2 separate regions of the Xenopus laevis genome follow, and region 2 is linked to region 1. The links are chromatin contacts, called in public Hi-C maps. All regions are on one chromosome and are shown on one strand. The core of a region is the stretch at or near the end of the contact, and the rest is flanking DNA. Distances in the headings are between cores, read along the strand shown. Region 1 has its middle 120 kb from the start of fignl2.S. Region 2 holds the start of fignl2.S (fidgetin).

Region 1 (6,064 bases), core at 2,032-4,531:
ACTTCTTACTGAAAAAGTTGTTACGTTTGCTCCAACAGCTTCAAGCTCTTCTTAAAAGTGGGCAATGCACAATTAAAATTTGCAATGGAATAACAGTTTAAGGAAGAGTATTACATTGTGAAATGCAATTTTTTATTCTTATTCGTGCAAATTGTTTTGCTCTTTGCGACTTTTATTACATTCCCCCCGTCTTGCCTGTAGATAAAACATCCTAAATATGTACAGCAGGCATTGTCTGAATAGTTTGATTAAACATGCAAAGGATTACAGGACTATGTGACATGTAGGGACCCCAAATTGTGCTGTTTCACTTTCTGGAAACAATGTCTTCTGCATGCGGTACATGTGTGTAATTTTGTAAATTACACATTTTGTCAAATCCAAAAAGAGCGTGTTCCCACGTCAAATTGCAAATCTTTGCTAAACTTGTAACAGAAGGGCCACTGGCAGTGATGGAGGGTTGGATCCCCAAAGCATAAAGTGTGGGTGCAGTGCAGGGGGTTGTAGTTAAACGCTCAAGCGTTTGACTGTTGATCCTGCAACAATCGTAGGACCAACATGACAGTCTCTTTGGCTGTTACCAAGGGGGGGGGGGTATCATCCCCTCTGAAGGGCTATGCTGTGTGGCTGCAGAGATGCAATTACATTATATATATATTACTATGCTCTGCTTGCCGCTCCAAACATCTTGCCACCCTAGGCTGGGGTCTGTGTATTCCATTTGCTATTCACCCAAATCCAAATATGATATATCTGATACATATTTAATCAATTCTGATGGTATTTTTCCATTTGGATGTTACATCTGGCAGTTTTTTTTAAGGAAATCTGAACCCTCAAAAAAAATTAAGGTAAATATGCTCAGAGCATTTTTTTAATATATTCTTTATTTTCATTTTACATTGTTTTCCTTTTTACACAAACAAACAACAAATAAAAACAAAAGAACAGTCTTGACCGTGAAGGCACCGTAGGTGCTTAATGGCATCATAAAGGGTCAGAGCATTTTTTTTCCTTAGTTTTCAAAATGTTAACAGTAGGGATGACTAAGGGGCCCATTTACTTAGCCCAAGTGAAGGAATAGAATAAAAAATACTTTGAATTTCGAAGTATTTTTTTGGTTAGTTCGACCATTGAATTGGCTACTTCAACCTTCTGCTTCAAATCGAACGATTCAAACTAAAAATCGTTTGACTATTCGACTATTCGACCATTCGATAGTCGAAGTACTGTCTCTTTAAAAAAAAACTTCGACCCCCTACTTCGCCACCTAAAACGAACCCAGGGCCGGATTTCTTACCCGGCCGCCCCTAGGCCGCGCGGTCCGACTAGGCGGCCACGCGGTCCTGGCGCCCGCCTTCCCAGCGCGCCGGCGAAAAAACGCCGGCGCAGCTGGTGTAGTTGAATGGGGACCCCCATAGTGCGGCTGGGCGGCATGCCGCCCCTGTTTTTTGCCGCCCTAGGCCCGGGCCTATGCGGCCTTGCCGCAAATCCGGGCCTGAACGAACCTCAATGTTAGCCTATGGGGAAGGTCCACATAGGCTTTCTAGCCAATTTGTGATCGAATGAAAATTGTTCGATCGATGGAAGGAACGGTTATTCCTTTGATCGTTCGATCGAATGAATAGCGCTAAATCCTTTGACTTCGATATTAATTAACCCTCGATATTCGACCCTAAGTAAATGTGCCCCTTAATGGGTTTTTTATTCCGCAGCGTATATTCATATTATTGAAATGATGCCATGCATTTTGTTTTGCCAAAAAATCATGGTTTTTGACTTGGCAAAAGAAAAAACGCCCATTGGCTCCAATTAATTAGGGGAGATGTCAGTTTAGAATATTGATATTTTTTCAGTGGTTTGCATATTTTCCATCAAAGAAACAGTTTCACTCATCGCTAGTTAGCAGTTTTACAATGCTAATGGGATGTATTTAAAACATCAGTCACATGATATTCATTTCTGTCGACTGGCTATAGCAGGAACCCCAACCTTTTTAACCCATGAGCCACATACTAATGTAAAAATAGTTGGAGAGCATCACAAGCATGCAAAAAGTTCCAAGGGGGGACCAAATAAGTAGTGATGGTCGAATTTATTCGCCAGGCGCGAATTTGCGGCGAATTTGCGCGATTCGCCGCCAGCGAATAAATTTGCGTAACTCCCGCGAAAATTCGCGGCAAAAATTCGCCGGCGTCAAAAAAAAAATTTCCGAAAAAAACGGACGCCGGCGTCAACAACGGGCGCCGGCGTCAAAAACGGGCGCCGGCGTCAAAAACGAGACGCCGGCGCCGTTTCGCGAATTTTTCGCCGTTTCGCGAATTTTTCGCCGTTTCGCGAATTTCTCGCGAAATTCGCAAATTTTTCGGCGAAACGCCGCAAATTCGCCCATCACTACAAATAAGGGCTGTGATTGGCTATTTGGTAGCCCCTATGTGGACTGGCAGCCTACAGGAGGCTCTGTTTGCAAGTACACATGTTTATTATGCAGCTAAAGTTTGCCTTGAAGCCAAGAATTTAAAATTAAACACCTGCTTTGAGACACTGGGAGCAACATCCAAGGGGCTGATGAGGAATTTAGTCATCTTAATTAACAGCAGGTGGTCCTTTTGTTTCAAATTCATGATATTAGCAGTTTTAAAACTGAAGTATCTTGAAAACTAGAAAAACAATGAATGCAACTTGCAGACGTGCGCTGATTCATTTTACATTTGTTTGTTTTGAGGGTCTGCAGCAGCATTTCCCTTAACATATTGCGATGGAAATCATTAGCTGATTTATGTAATTGCCACAATACCCCAAATAGCAAATAAATGTAAGTGCTTAATTATTTTGGATATTTGATTTCCAAGAAATCTATTTCAGACATGCTGCATGATTAACCAAAAACCCTTTCAATTCTTGTTCAATGACAGCATCCCTAGTGAAAGTACAACAACCCAAGGGTACTGGTTCAACTCCTTTGATTCTGCCCATGGATATTTGATTAACCCTTCCGTGGCATTTCATTACATCTAAACGGCTCTGTGAAGTTTATATTGTAGAAGATGCTGTATTAAGTACTTGACTTGGCTGAATGAATCTTTCTATGAAGGAAATGGGATTTCTGTGCTGGTGTCAGATGCATGGCTCATGTTGTGCTGAGCGCTGTTTGCATGGCTACTCCCCCTCCAGCTCTATTCTTACTGTAACTGCCAGGCCAGCTGCTTTGTTTGACGGATCACTAGTTTCCTTTGGTACTGCCTGGTCGACTATGAAGCACTCATTGTTTCTGCTGGATTATAATAGTGCTTAAACTGTGCACTGCAAGGCAAGGGGATTATGGCTTGCGGCTTGCTGGAGGCTCTCACTGAGCCGTGCTTTCAGTGGCTTTAATAATTGCTTTGATGTCAGATGTTGATGGTAATACAGTTTACTGGTATGACTGGATTACTTGTAAAACATGCTATTGACTGGACACCGCTGCATATTTATCAACATTTATATCCATCTGCAGATTGGATGCAGGCGGTATTTCATGCTGACAATAACTCTATCATTACGCAGAAGCTAATAAATAGCTTTATTCTTATGCAGAACTAGTGACAAAGTAACACCTTGCCTTGTATACAAACCCCTGTGTTGGAAATAGGGTATCAATGGCTAAAATTCTACTTATCATGAACTAAAAATACCCTGATTTGTATACAAACCTCTATGTTGGAAATAGGGTATCAATGGCTAAAATTCTACTTATTGTAAACTAAAAATACCCTGACTTGTATACAAACCCCTGTGTTGGAAATAGGGTATCAATGGCTAAAATTCTACTTATCATTACCTAAAACTACTAAGACAAAAAAAGTCACCTCTTTAATAATGGATTAATATCAATAAACTCACAAATAAATAGCAATGCTGGCCTGTTGCCTGCTTAAGAATCCATTCTGGCCTCTGTACATTTCATATCCATTTAATATCCCTACTGATTACTGGTGAAGAATTAAAAGCACATTCACACCTCTTACCGTTGTATTTTTAATATTAAAAAGATTCTGCAGCTCAGCTTGAAATCCTAGCCAAAAAGCTATTTTTTTAACTTCCCGCCCTCTTAATCCTGCTAATATCCTTACAAAGCTCCCTCTTGCCCATGTCACCGGGGGCTTCAGCAGAAACAAAGTACAGAAAGATACTGCTATGAGTCAGAACCAAACTACCAAGTGCGCTTCTAAGACAAAATAGAAAACACTGAGATAAATGTCCCTTGTACTAGGTACAATTATCAGCATTATTATAAGAAGACACATGATGCTGAAAACATATTTTTGACACATTGCTTTTATAGTGGCACCAGTATCCCATAAAATACATGTAAGTGGGAAAGGGATTTAATAACTGCAGATAGGGGAATATACTGTAATTGGGCAGCTCAACAACAACAAACACTATTAAAGGGGTCTTGTATAAGAAAGGCCCTTTTCATATTAAACATAAACCCCATATTATTTGTTTTGTTTTGTTTTTTTCATCTGTACCGGTAAATTTATTAGGTCTAAGCTGTCAATCATATATTGCCTTCCCTGCTTCTATGGCACTGGCATGGCTATCAGTTTGCACACTGCACTGTCCCCCCACACTCCCCACCTTCCCCCCTGTCTATAATTTCACAGGGATGATGCAAAGCCTGTCTTGATGTCAAGGTTTGCTATGTAGAATTAGGTATCTGGAGCCCACTGGGAATGATGCCACCAGTTGACCAATCACCTCCGCATTAACATACATACAACTCAAAGCCACCACCTCCCTACTCAACCCCAGCCAGAACTGGCATGTTGTGATCTCTTATATAGCAGTGCCCCTCCTATCCAAGTCTGACTGGAGCAGGAACAAATGGGTTAGAGATTTGATTCCATGGTCTAGCTGTTTTTTTTTTACAGTTTATAAAACATAAGACACTTGGGATATTACACAGGACAGGGTTTTGACCAAAGGACAAAAAAATACATTTCAAAGGTGAAACTGAATACACTGAACAATATAGGGCAGATTTATCAAGGTTCAAAGTGAAAATTCAAGTTTTTCATGGCCAAAACTGTCAAATTTCACTAGGTAATTATTAAAATTTGATTCTAGTTTTTTTCTAAATTCTAGTTCGAATTTATCATACACTGGCCCTTTAAGAATTCAAATTCGACTATTCACCACCTTAGACCTGCTAAATTGCTGTTTTAGCCTATGGAGGATATCCTGGGATCAATTTGGAGTTGTTTGCAGCTTTCCTGACAGTTGAGTTTTCAGAGAAAAGACAACATATGAAATATGACCATTAAATGTCTGACTTCATATACCCTGCACTCATACATAGTATACCTGGAACTAAATCAAGCTTAGCAGCAAGAGAAGCCACACAAACTCCATATATCCTGGAATTCAGTTATAAACCAATTGGAATTTCAGAAGCTTCAAATAGTTTGTCCACAGGAAATGTAAGTGAATCTAGAATAACAGTTGGGCCTAAGGGCGACCAAGCTGTTTATGTGTTTAATCGGGGCCCAGAAATTTAAGCTGGGATAAATAAATGCAGTTATGTTAGAATAAAACAACAACTGTAATTATGTGTTATATGGTCATTCTTAAAACCTAATTTGATAGTTTCTCTCTGTTCCTCTAATAGTGAGAGTGATATTTTGATATTTAATTTGCAGTTCGGTTTAATTTTTCATGATTATTGATTTGTGTTTTTTGAGTTGTAGGGGCCTGAAAATGTATCCCCGTTTGTAGTGCAATCCCCTAAGGATTGGTCACATAGGGGACCCTTATTTACCAAAGTAAGTAATTCCCCACTTCCTGGCGATGTAGGCTGACTCATAGCTATCATATGCCACAAGGTGACAGTGCCCTAATATAAAAGGGTGAGACATGCAGCTCTAGAGGCTCTTTGCCTGCAGCTTCTCCAAGGGAGAAGAGGGAAGGAGTGAAATACCAGGGGAGTATAGGCAGGGTTGGACTGGGCCGACAGGGCACCGGGGAAAACCCTGGTGGGCCCGCAGCCCTTATGGGCCCTGCTGGGCACGGCCCAGATCCA
Region 2 (6,064 bases), core at 1,819-4,318, 120 kb after region 1:
ACAAATATGTCACCATTCAATTCTGCATACTGCAACCCTTCATCTCTCATTATTTCGCACATTCATAATCATAATCATAATATCCTACTAACTAACTAACTTACTAGCCATTCTATCCCAGTCCAGCTCCTAAGACACGAGTGCCCCAGTTAAGTTGCACCCCATGCAATTGTCAGGGTCTAGCACTGAGAGGTGTTATGGCACATGTAACCATATTGCATTACACTAAATAAGAACGGATGGTGTTTTATGTAAGTGAAAATAAAGTAAAACCCACTTCTGAGATCATTGTTTAAATCCTGAATAATGGGAAGTAGCAAGCAGGGGGATCTAATAGAGCTGTTTGTGGACAATGTTGGGTTTCTGTTTCTGTCATCAGCTCAATATCAACTGGTAGATAGTAATCTGCCTACTGAGCAAACACATCTTAGGGCCATTTACTGTATTGAACTGAGTATATATACACCTATTCAAAATATTTACATCATAATTCTTATTGTAGTCTGTGCAACACACTCCCAAACAGCCAAACCTCTCCTGTATCAGTAAATTCTACCAGTTCACATAATTTCAGTATAGATTGCCAATGAGATGGTTTGAAAAGTACTATTCGATACCACTCATTTTCTATTATTTCTCTTCCCTTTCAGGTTACTATAATAATGAACAGCAGTCTTGTGAATGGTGTCACCAATCATTGGCCTTTATTCATAACCGGTTAACATGCAAGACTTGTTAAAGGGGAACTATTGTGAAAATTAAAATTTAATATACTGTATGCTTCATCATACTGAAATAAGAAGTTTTCTAAATACAATCAATTAAATATTCTGCATTGTCTCTGAAATAATCAAGTTTATCTTCATTATTCCTCTCTCGGCATCTGTTTCTCTTCATTCTGTCTTCCTGCAGGAGTTGGGTGTCAGATATTCATTGACAGTTAGATTCAATATATCTTATGGGGGGGGGGGTCCTTTTGCCTAGAAGATGTATTAGAGCTCACTCTTAAAATCATCAGAAATCTTGTCTCTCTACATGCAGGAATTGTGTGTGATTTTCTTAGATGTGGTTTCTACTGGAATCAGTTATTTGAGTGAGTCCTAATACATCTGCTTGGAAAGGAAGCCCCCCCCCCATTAGATATATTGGATCTAACTGTAAATGAATATAACCCAACTGCTGCATGAAGACAGACTGAAGCAAAACAGATGCTGACAGAGGGATAGTGAAGATAAACGTAATCATTTTAAAACAATGCAGAATATTTAATTGACTGTTTAGAAAATGTCTTATTTCAGTATGACGAAGCTTATATTCAATTTTCATTTTCGTGATAGTTCCCCTTTAGCGTACAACTTTTTAGCTGCAGAAAAGCAGCACAATCTGTTCAGTTACTTATTGTTTTCTGGAGTCACAATGAGGTTTCTCACTCTCCGGGCTCCCTGTGATATTTGGCCATAAAACTGGTTAAGCCATTTCACTGATCCACACATGAGGAATTCTTGAAAGAAAAAAAAAAGCAGCCTGGACAAGGAATTTGGAAGGAGTTTCCTAAAAGCCTTGCTTGGCTCGTGTGCAGGGCTCTGTTCAAACAGATTTGCTCGCCAGCCATTGTATGGGGAAAGATGTCTCCTTATTACTTCTGCAGTCACACCACTAACATCTAGCAAGGCACATGGTACAGCAAAACTGCAGTTTGCTAGTGATTCACAGATTTTTTAAAATCAACACAACTATTCAATCAACCAACTACATGAACTGAGGGGTAGCTAGCATCCCATACAAAAGGCTCATTACACTGTAACGGAACACAACAAACACATGTGCAGCTTTTGTAAGTGTTTTATGACATTTTTTTAAAAATGTATCAGTATTATAATCAGTTCAGTAAAGGTATACTTGCCTTCAAAGCGTTATCTCCCTACAGAAACATCTGCATTGCCTTATCTCACCAATTGGCCGTCATCATCCCCTTTGTGGCTTCCCAGGAGTTATACTAATCAGATGGAGATATTGTGCAGCATTTCCAAAGTACTCGTTCTGTTTATCCAGCTGAACAGAAATCCCCATGCAATAAGCACCAGCCGTCCTACAATGGCCATGGCTCTCCCCTTGCAAACACAGCAAAAATCCACCCCAACAGAGTCAGCTTTGTGTTGCAAATGCACAACTTCATCACTGCACAGCCTGTGCTGTAATTGTAGCATTTGTTTTGCTGGTGCTGCTGATAATGTCCCCATGTCTCTTAACTGATCATAATGGATGGGAAAGAACACATTCTAGGCCAGATACCCAAGTGATATAGTTCACAAGTAGAGTGATAGCCAGCTAAATTGCAGTTCAATAGGGCAACACAACAGGATACAAATATACATACAGGTAGACAATGGCAAAAACTTGCAGCAATGAACTAAATGTAACCTGGATGTTGCATGCAATGAATGGCATTAGAGCAGCTTTTAAAGTTCTGTAGATGTGAGTGGGAGAAGCTGAAAGCATGTTGTTCATAGGGGCAAATAAATGATGCCACCCTCACTAGCCAATATGCTGCAATGCGTTGCCATCCCCCCCAGTGGGACAGAGAGGAGATCTTTATTATCCCAGGGCTTTGCTTACCTTGTGCTGCAGGAACATACTGCTTTGCCCAGGCGGTTGGACTAAATCCACACTGAGAGCGCACCAATGGGAAGCGGAGCGTTAGTAGCGCTCAGTAGATTGTGTGAGAGCGAGGGAGAGCGTGTGTGACAGCAGGCTGCCAGGGCTTGCAATCGCTGCTAGGGCTTCCCCCTGCTTCCCCTCCCCCTTAGCACATCCCTTCAGCGTTGCACTCCTTCCAAAACTATATTTGCCAGCAGGGGGGAAAAGTGACCAATCAAACATTCATGGTTCGCGTCTCTTCCTTCAGCGCTACAGTGCGATCTTCTGTGCGCCGCCGCTGCTGCTACTGGTGTCCTAAAGGCGGCACATGGCAAGGAAAAGTGTGGAGATTGTTATCAGGGCAATGAGGGGAATGAATAGCGCTTGGCCAGAGGTGGAGGGATATACAAAGAAGGGAGAGTGGAAGGGGAGGAGGAGGGTGTGGAGGAGGGAGGCTGCTGCTGCTGAGCGCTTTCTCTCTCTCAGCTTCTGATCGCTTTAGTTTATGAGCTGCCTAACACCAAGGAGAAGATGCCAGTGACTCTGGGGTGGGAGCCCTGCACACAGGTACCAGCCTACACAATGGCAATGAGTCGGTATAGTGCCAAGTGACAACCAAAGTTGCCCAGATCAGGTGCCCAAATATCACCTTTCAGTAATGAGCTAATAACAGTTCTATTCCATGTTCCCTGACTGCTCCTGTCTATAGTCACAATGGATGTTACTCACCAATTAAACAGCATTTTGGGGTAGTACAGAAAAGGCCCTTCTCCCAGGCACCAAGAATCGGAATAAAATGTAGTGAAAAAGTACAAAGAACACAGACATTTTCAATATATACCTTCTTCGGAAATTCCTAGCCTATAGACCCAGGCTTCCAGTTATTGTGAAACTGCAACTCCCCCCACCTGACTTCATCATGCCTGATTTACTGTATACAGTATCAGACTGGGATGCCAGGGGCCCATCAAAAAATCTTAGGCTGAGGACCCACTTTCCAAAGTATTATACCTCCTCTCCTCACTCAACTGTATAATTCTCCTAGACTCTCTTCTCTACATACTATTCTCGATTCTTCCATTATTAAGCCTCTTTGTTGCCATAAAAAATAGAGAATAACCATGAAATAGGCCAAATGTTTAGAAGCAAGAGGCCCACTGACATCTGGGCCCACCTGGAGTTTTCCTGGTATCCCATTGGGCCTGACTGACTGACTGTATATATTATTCCTCTTCGTATAGATGGGGCCCCCAAACTTCATGACTTGCCAGGGCTCCTTTTTTCTCACTCTGGTCCTTGTTATAACTGCAATTTCAATTAACATTTAGTGCAAACAAGTACTATCCTACACTTTCCATGTTACACTTCACTTATAATGCACTTTAACAAAAACATGTAATATGTGACAATGAAGCCATTAGTCAAAATGGGGCCAGTGGTATAACTTAACTTTTCCTGGGCCCCCCTGCAGAAAAAAAATGAGGGTCCCATTTCACATGATATCACTGCAAATTTCAGCCACACCCATAAGCATGGTTGCAGTTACGGGTACTTTTTGGGCCCCACTGTCAACCGGGCCCCCTGCTGTAACAAGGTAATGATGGGGGGGTCCATTTAATAGATATTGGAAGGCCACATTGGGCCTCCAGTTGGACAAACCCAAATTAGATTGGGAGCTTACAATCTAATATCTGGCACCAAAAGTCAGACAGACCGTTTCATTTGATTTCTATATACAGTAAACAGCTTCTTTTTCTGTATGAGAGTCAAAGAGAGGCACAGTAATTTTCTAAACCATGAGAAATTGACTAGGATTTGAACCCATGATTCCCAGCCCTCTAAGTCCAGTGCCTTAACCACTAAGCAGCTCCTTCTACCTAATAAAAGAAACAGCCTTGTAAATGGAAGCTAATGTTAGTTATCTTACTATCTGGTACATTTGAGCTTATTGAATTGTAATAGTAGTGGATTCATTATGTCCTTTTGTTATCATTCAAGGTTTCCCTACAGTACAAGCTGGCTGGGGGGAGGCATTGCAGTTTAATATAATTTAACCAAACCTTAGTTACCCTTGATAATACAATAGCAGTCTCTCTCTGAGCCTATTTATAATACATATATAAGATATGAGTGCATTTATATGCTGATTATTTCAGTGCTGAATATTTCATGCCCTCGGATAATTCTGTAAAACGCAGCGCACATTCTGCGGCCCCATAAATGTCAGAGAGAAGGGGCCAGCGAAAGCGCTTACTGTGGAAGGAACTAGATGCTGAATGCATTATTGCCTGCACTCGATAAATGTTACCTTTCAAATTGAAATGAGATTGTGCAAAAAGGTGCTGAGATGACCAGGAATTCTTATATTTATCAGTGCTTGCCAGAATGCCTAATGCTGCTGTTCCACCTTAATATAAGCGAGGTTGCAGAGTTCTCATCCAATTATTATTATGTACTTTTAGAATGCCAACATATTCTGCAGCGTTGTACAATAAATTGATTTATATAAAGAACACATACAATTACATACATAGAGACCAGTAACCAAAACAATAGGGGAAGAGTGCCCTGCCCAAAAGAGCTTACACTCTTAAAACAGTGGGATTCAAAAAGAATAAAGAAGTGTGTTAAAAATTAAACCACTATATATACAGCATGTAGGTGTTTCTGCAGTATTTTCCTGGAATTAATCGAATCATTAAACAAATGTTTTTTTTTTTGCTTTAAAAAGAAAAAAAAAGAACTAGTTGGTCAGGGCTCAGTGGTTCAACACTGATCAAATGTAGCCCAGGGGGGCCTGCAGAAATGGACTGAAAAACGAGCAAGTGAATTCTGGTGAGTGAGACACTTCAGATGTTCTTTACACTATTAAAAGGGTTTCTATTAACTTTAAATCCTTATAGCCTGGGTGGAGTTTGGGATGCCGTCATGGATGGAAGGCCACAAGCGGCATTGTTCTTTCTTCAGCATCAGCAGTGCCTTAATGTATTCTGCCTATTCAAGAAACCAGTGGCTAGTCCCCCTCCAGCTACTTTCCAAAAGTGGACATGTTTTGTTAGGAGGAGCTGTGCTGGGAGGTGGGTGAGATAGACTCAAGCATGGGAGGAGGGGAAGGTAGCAAGAGGCAAGCAACAAAAAATGAGAGTAACCTTACACCACTAACCAGGAGCTGCCTTATGCTAAAGGGGAAAATGAGCTCGCTGCCTTTCTAATTTGGTTACCAACAGGACCCCTACCTCTCAACTATCCCTCTGAGAATTCCAGGACAATAGACCAAATTGAGGGACAACCTCTAGGCAGAGTGTGTTGGAAAGAATAGTAGTGTTAAACATTTGGAGAGGTATCTAAAGATAACAGCGTGCAAGGCAAGACGTGCGTAACACATGGCTCGCACAAATGAACATGTCAACAGCATAAAGAAAGCTCA

What was found. A called contact is a pair of places that touch in the nucleus more often than the background predicts.
Region 2: a contact with region 1 is called in a Hi-C map of the XL177 cell line, with 2.5 times the contacts expected there. The contact joins the promoter of fignl2.S here to the enhancer-like site in region 1. A contact is called at or near these places in 2 of 4 Hi-C or Micro-C datasets (the XL177 cell line and the XTC cell line).

The regions. Positions count from the first base shown.
Region 1 is chr2S:134,365,765-134,371,828 of Xenopus_laevis_v10.1, forward strand. No RefSeq gene overlaps it. Among protein-coding and RNA genes, the nearest start is that of fignl2.S, 120 kb to the right of the region's middle. Within about 2 kb of position 3,282, at least 1 of the 7 cell types and tissues checked has an H3K27ac peak or open chromatin away from gene starts, as enhancers often do.
Region 2 is chr2S:134,487,288-134,493,351 of Xenopus_laevis_v10.1, forward strand. fignl2.S (fidgetin) reads right to left here and starts at 3,069. Exons shown (of 2, transcript XM_041584447.1): 1 at 2,617-3,069.